Linked DNA regions of Pan troglodytes: region 1 is linked to region 2. A link is a contact called in public capture Hi-C data. All regions are on one chromosome and are shown on one strand. Each heading gives the region's core, a stretch centred on a gene start, on an enhancer-like site or on the middle of the called end of the contact. The rest is flanking DNA. Distances are from core to core; before and after follow the strand shown. Region 1 overlaps EEIG1 (estrogen-induced osteoclastogenesis regulator 1). Region 2 has its middle 12 kb from the start of NAIF1.

Evidence for each region. Capture Hi-C pulls out chosen DNA fragments and counts their contacts.
Region 1: a capture Hi-C map of stem cell-derived neural stem cells shows a contact between it and region 2, with 4 times the contacts expected there. The contact joins two enhancer-like sites. A contact is called at or near these places in 3 of 7 Hi-C or Micro-C datasets (induced pluripotent stem cells and stem cell-derived neural progenitor cells) and 1 of 1 other capture datasets (stem cell-derived neural stem cells).

The regions. Positions count from the first base shown.
Region 1 is chr11:10,498,750-10,502,185 of NHGRI_mPanTro3-v2.0_pri, forward strand. EEIG1 (estrogen-induced osteoclastogenesis regulator 1) reads left to right here. Exons shown (of 11, transcript XM_016961740.3): 2 at 3,289-3,409. Among named protein-coding and RNA genes, the nearest start is that of DPM2, 18 kb to the right of the region's middle. Within about 2 kb of position 1,617, at least 11 of the 24 cell types and tissues checked have an H3K27ac peak or open chromatin away from gene starts, as enhancers often do. A contact at or near this core is called in stem cell-derived neural stem cells, where this site is marked.
Region 2 is chr11:10,398,147-10,401,188 of NHGRI_mPanTro3-v2.0_pri, forward strand. No RefSeq gene overlaps it. Among named protein-coding and RNA genes, the nearest start is that of NAIF1, 12 kb to the left of the region's middle. Within about 2 kb of position 1,260, at least 4 of the 24 cell types and tissues checked have an H3K27ac peak or open chromatin away from gene starts, as enhancers often do. A contact at or near this core is called in stem cell-derived neural stem cells, where this site is marked.

The sequences.
Region 1 (3,436 bases), core at 367-2,866, 100 kb after region 2:
AGTACAGTGGTTTGATCTTGGCTCACTGCAACTTCGGCCTCCTGGGTTGAAGAGATTCTCCCATCTAAACCTCCCGAGTAGCTGGAACTATAGCTACCTGACCTCAAGTGATCCATGCCCGCCTCGGCCTCCCAAAGTGCTAGGATTACATACATGAGCCACCACACCTGTAATCATGTATGAGGCCAGGCATTGTGGCCCATGCCTGTAATCCAGCACTTTGGGACGCCATGGCAGATGGATCACTTGAGGCCAGGAGTTCGAGACCAGCCTGGCCAACATGGCAAAACCTCATCTTTACTAAAAACACAAAAATTAGCCAGGTGTTGTGGTACATGCCTGTAATCCCAGCTACTTAGGAGGCTGAGGCACAAGAATCACTTGAACCCAGCAGGTGGAGGTTGCGGTGAGCCGAGATCGTGCCACTGCACTCCAGCCTGGGCCATAGAGTGAGACTCTGTCTCAAATAATAATAATAATAATAATGGCCAGGTGTGGTGGCTCACGCCTGTAATCCCAGCACTTTGGGAGGCCAAGGGGGGCAGATCACCTGAGGTCAGGAGTTCAAGACCAGCCCGGCCAACACAGTGAAACCCCGTCTCTACCAAAAATAGAAAAATTAGTCGAGCTTGGTGGTGGGCACCTGTAATCCCAGCCACTCAGGAGGCTGAGGCAGGAGAATTGCTTGAACCCGGGAGGCAGAGGTTGCAGTGAGCTGAGTTTATGCCCTTGCACTCCAGCCTGGGCAACGAGAGCGAAACTCCATCTCAAAAAAATAAATAAATAAAACAAAATAGTTTTTTAGTGGATTCCTTAAGGGTTCTCTGTATGAAAGACCAAGTCATCTGTTAATATAGTTTGAGTTCTTCCTTTCCACTACTAGGTATTTTTCTTATTTATTTGGTCTTCTTCTTTCTCCTCCCACCAGAATGTAAGCTGGTTACTGCCGTGGTTCGAGTGCCTAGAACAGGGCCTGGTACACACTGGTGCTCAGTTGTTTGATGATAAATGAATCATCATCAAGAATGAATGAATAAGTGGAGCCAGCATGACTAGGCTCAGGTGATGCCCCCAGCCTAGGGCCCCCACTCCTGTGGCACCTGCCTATAGGGATTAGATCTGTCCCGTCCTCCCGTCTTCAGCCCTGACCTTTCTGCTTGTCCCCAGTCTTGGTTGCAGAGGGTTGTTGGAGCTCACCCTCCTAACAAGCTAGGTGCATTCTGGTGACATCACAGAGCCTTCACCGGGCCAGGCACTTTGCAGGATTCATTTCACTCAGTGCTCCCACAACAGCGGCCACGACAGGGGCGGTGTGCCCTAGTGAGTGTGCAGGGTGTGGCCCAGGTCTGCCTGCCCTCTTGACCCTTGTCACCGCCTTGGCAGGAGCACAGGGTAAGCCTTGGTCACATCCTCAGAGTCTTGTGGAGCCTGGAGGGGGCTCCTCATAGAAAGTGAGGCTTAGGGGCTTTCATTGGCTAAGGAAACGGGACTCCCTCATTCATGCTGTTTTCTCTCTTTGGAACTGTCTCCTCCACCTGGCTACTCCCCAGGCTCATTCTATCCTGAGCTTGAATGTCACCTTCCCTGATTCATCTGTTCCCCCGCCCTCTCCTGGTGACACTGAGTCATCACTGGGTAAATACAGTCTGCAGTGGCTCATCCCAGCACCTGCTTGGCACTCAGAGACCTGGGCGGTGCCTCGGGGCAGAGCAGGGTACTACAGGCCCCACAACACCACAGGTTCTCCTCGCCAGGCTTTCCCGGGCTCCTGAGCCAAAGTGGCGACTGAGAGCCCTGACTCTGAAGTCATACAGTCCTGGGTTTAAATCCTGCTTTGCCAATCACTGGGGATATGAGCTCGAGTGGCGGGTAGGGTGGCCTTCTTTTGGAGTTTCAGTGCCCTCAGCAGTAGAAGGGGTGGCATAGAGCCCACCTTGCAAGGCTGCCATGCAAAGCAAACCTGGCGATGCTCAGGGGAGGCTTGGCTGCGGCCCTCTCCGACCCTCTGCCCCGAGGCCTCGATCTGGCAGTTAACCCACTCTCCTCGGGTCACTTCCTTAGCTGTCCCCTTGGCGGTTGTGCTTAGGTGGGATGAGCTGGAGATAACGTCTCTCACACTGTCTCCTCCCTTCCCTGGCCGCCCCTTCCTGAGCACGGGCTCTGCCAGGCAGGCTGTATGGAGATGGGGAGCTGCTCGGGGATGCGGAGCTCGGTTCTGCCACGTGCCGCTGCCACCCCCAGATCCTGCCAAGGCCCCCGCAGCAGTTGGGAGGGGCTTGGATGAGCTGCTGCCACTGGCTCCCACTCACTCCCAGGGCACAAAGCATCTCTCCAGTAAAGGGGTGCTGAATTTTTCAGCATGGTCATGCTCTCCAACTCAGGAGGAACCGGGGGGCTAGAAGACCAGAGCCCTCTGCTTAGTGTTGGTGAAGCTGAAGCCCCCAGGTCGCTGTCTCCGCACCCAGAGTCCAACTGCTTGGGTTAATCCCCATTCTGCTCTTACCTGTGGTGGGCCTCAGGTGAGGGTCTTAGCCTCCGGGCCCCCGGTTTCTTTGACTGGGGATTGAGCTGATGATGTGGCTGCTCCATACAGAGGTTGGAAAGGTTTGGCATGACCACCTTTCTCTGGCACTTGGAGCAGGCTCCAGGGCCTGCTGGCTCTTGTGAAGTTCTTTGAACAGTGCCTGGCACATGGGAAGCACTGTGTGGGTATCAGCTGTTGTTACTATTGCCATTGTTGTTATTAGTGATGAAGAAGGCAGCTCTGGAGTCAGGAGGAACCAGGCTTCGGGCCCAGCTCAGCTATCTACTGGCTGGGAGGTGTGGGGCAGCTTGCCTAGCCTCGGTCTCTTCATCTTTGAAATGGGCTGAGTAGTCCAGCCTAAGACTATTGTGAGGGTCATGAGGCAGTTGGCAGAGCCTGGCTTTGGAGGAGGTAATGGCAGTGCAGGGAACTGCCCAAGGTCTAAGAGCAAGGTGGCGGGAGCAGCACTGGGTACAGAGGGAGGCTCTGCAGGTTGCCAGGCTTCCTGGGGAGGGACAGCTGCCCTAGCTCACCTCACCCCTGCCTTGTGTTTGTCTCATTTTTATTACGTTTTCACTGTTGTTTTTACAACAACTACACGAGTACATTCTTGTGGTGAAAACACAGCTATTTTGTGACACAGAGTGAAAGTGGAGCTTCCCACCGCCTCAGTCCCAATGGGGAGTGCCATGTCCCTGGTACCACATGGAGTCCCCTGGCGCGGATGTGTGTGCCTGTGCTCACCTGTCGCCTCTGGCCCACAGGGAGGAGGTACAGGAGAACTGCGTGCGGTGGCGAAAGAGGTTCACCTTCGTGTGTAAGATGAGTGCTAACCCGGCCACCGGCCTGCTGGACCCCTGTGTCTTCCGCGTGTCTGTGCGCAAGGTGAGGCCAAGGGCGCATGTGGGGCTG
Region 2 (3,042 bases), core at 10-2,509:
CTTGAGGCCAGGAGTTCGAGACCAGCCTGGCCAACATGGTGAACCCTGTCTCTACTAAAAATACAAAACTTAGCTGGGAGTGGTGGCAGGGGCCTATAATCCCAGCTACTCAGGAGGCTGAGGCAGGAGAATCACTTTAGCCCGGGAGGCAGAGGTTGCAGTGAGCTGAGATCACGCCACTGCACTCCAGCCTGGGCGACAGAGCGAGACTCTGTCTCCAAAAAAAAAAAAAAGGAAAGAAAAGATTCCCCACACTCCACACTCCTGCCAGGAGGTCCTGGCAGAGGCACCTGGGTAAGGCTTCAGTTGAGACCCCCTGATGGGGGCCACCGAATAGAGGCACCTGGGCTGGGTCTGCAGTATGTGCAAGGGCATGACCGGCTGGGGAGCTGACTCCATGACTGCAACTCACTGGTTGTGTCTCAAGTCTGGTGTGGGGAGGGCAGCTGCCCCCTCCTGCCACCCCACTGAGGCCTGCCAGGCTCAGCCTTTGTCATTGCTTCTGGTTGGGACTGAGAGATCGCATGTAGGCTTGTGGCCAGGAGCCAGGCTCCTCACAAGTAAATGTGGGGGCTTCAGAGTCTGCCTGTCTCTAACTTCCTGACTGTGCTCTAGGATGGGATTATTTAATTTCTCTAAAAATCCTTCTCTGATAAGGAGGATGGGTGAAGTTAACAAGCTGTTGCTCACAGAACACAGAACACAGTGGGGGACACACAGCAGGTGCTCAACACCAGTAGCTGCTTGCTTCAGTTGTCTTTGCTGTGTAACAAGCCAACTTGAAACTTAGTGGCTGAAAACAATGATCATTTATTTGCTCATGATTTTGCAATTTGATCAGGTCCCAGAAGGAACAGCTTGTCCTTTTCTCAGTGGCAGCTGGACCTGCCCCACTGGGGCTGGGCCTCTACCCCTAAGACGGCTCACTCACATGCCTTGCTTGGAAATCTCCCTGAACTGCCTTCCTGACCCTTGCAGAAATTCTAGACCAATCAGTCGAGGTTCTCAGAGGGTGCGAAAGAGTGCCTGCTGGGAGGAACCGGCAGGGACAAACCCAGTCTTTTGGTTAGAGATGATGAACTAACTTCAGTATGGAGGTTTACAGAGGGGGATGTGGTTCTCAAAATGGTCTGTCGGGTGGCAGAGCCCTAGAGGCTGTGCCAGAATGTGCTGGTTCCCTGCCCCACCTCTTCCCCTGCCCAGCTCCTGGGTAGCCTCCAGGGCTCTGCTTATTTCCTCAAGAGGTCTTTTTCCAGCTCCCACCGGTCCAGGCTAGCTCTCACTGCTGCCCATGCCCATGGCCCCCTGGACGTCCTATCTCTAACTCTCATGCTACCTGGAGTCGCTCCTTCCCTTCCCTCCCCTCCTCCCTCCCTTCCCTTCTCTTCCCTTCCCCTCCCTTCTTCTCCCTTTCCCTCTCCTCCCCTCCCCTCCCCTCCCCCCTCCCCTCCCCTCCCCTCCCCTCCCCTCCCCTCCCCCCTCCCCTCCCCTCCCCTCCCTTCCCCCCTCCCCTCCCCTTCCCCCTCCCCTCCCCTCCCTTCCCCCCTCCCCTCCCCTTCCCCCTCCCCTCCCCTCCCTTCCCCCCTCCCCTCCCCTCCCCTCCCTTCCCCCCTCCCCTCCCCTCCCCTTCCTCTCTCTCCCTCTCTCTCTTTCTTTTTAGAGACAGAGTCTCACTCTGTCGCCCGGGCTGGAGTGCAGTGGTGCGATCTTGGCTCACTGCAACCTCCACCTCAGCAATTCCTTCAAGCGATTCTCCTGCCTCAATTTCCCGAGTAGCTGGGATTACAGGCATGCACCACCATGCACAGCTAATTTTGTATTTTTAGTAGAGACGGGGTTTCTCCATGTTGGTCAGGCTGATCTTGAACTCCCGACCTCAGGTGATCCGCCCACCTCAGCCTCCTAAAGTGCTGGGATTACAGACATGAGCCACCGCGCCTGGCCTATTTATTTTTTTAGACAAAGTCTTGCTCTGTCACCCAGGCTGGAGTGCAGTGGCGCGATCTTGGCTCACTGCAAGATTCGCCTTCCAGGTTCAAGCGATTCTCCTGCCTTAGCCTCCTGAGTAGCTGGAATTACAGGCGCCCGCCACCATGCCTGGCTAATCTTTGTATTTTTAGTAGAGACGGGGTTTCACCATGTTGGCCAGGCTGGTCTCGAACTCCTGACCTCAAGTGATCCACCCGCCTTGGCCTCCTAAAGTGTTGGGATTACAGGTGTGAGCCACCGTCCCCGGCTGAGTTGCTTGTTTTCCTCACTGGTTGATCTTTGGCTCTGGGACCTTGTCTATCTTGCTCCCTGCTGCAGTGGAACTCTGGGAGAGGCACTTTCATTCCCAGTTACCCAAGCTGGACACTTGGATGCCTTCCTTGGTCCCACCCACTGTCTCTCTTCTCACATCTTGTTCTGAAGATGCTCTTCCTCCCTCCCCCACTCCCACGTTCTCTCTCACCCATGATACCCACAGCAGACTCCTTACTGGCCTCCTGCCTCCAGGCCCTGCTGAGGAGGGTCTTCAGAAGCAAATCTACCCATGCTGCAGCCTGTTCCATCCTTCAATTACGTCCCTTAACTCCCCGGATAAAGTATCAGCTCCTTAATGTGACCTATTGCCACTTCCCTCCTTATACTCTGCATTCCAGTCGCATCAAGAAAGTTTACTTCCTTAAAAATATTGGGCTCTTCAAGATCATGCCACTGCATTCCAGCCTGGGTGACAGAGGAAGACTCCATCTCAAAAAAAAAAAAAAAAAAAAAAAGGCTCTTTTCCTTTGTTTGGTTGTTTTTTGTTTTTGTTTTTTTGTTTTTTTTGAAACAGGGTCTTGCTCTGTTGCCCAGGCTTGAGCGCAGTATGGCAATCTCGGCTCACTGCAACTTCTGCCTCCCTGGAATCAGCGATTTTCCTGCCTCAGCCTCCTGAGTACCTGGGACTACAAGGGCATGCCACCACACCCATCTAATTTTTTGTATTTTTAGTAGAGATGGGGTTTGCCATGTTGGCCAGGCTGGCCTCAAACTCCTGACCTCAAGCCATCTGCCCGC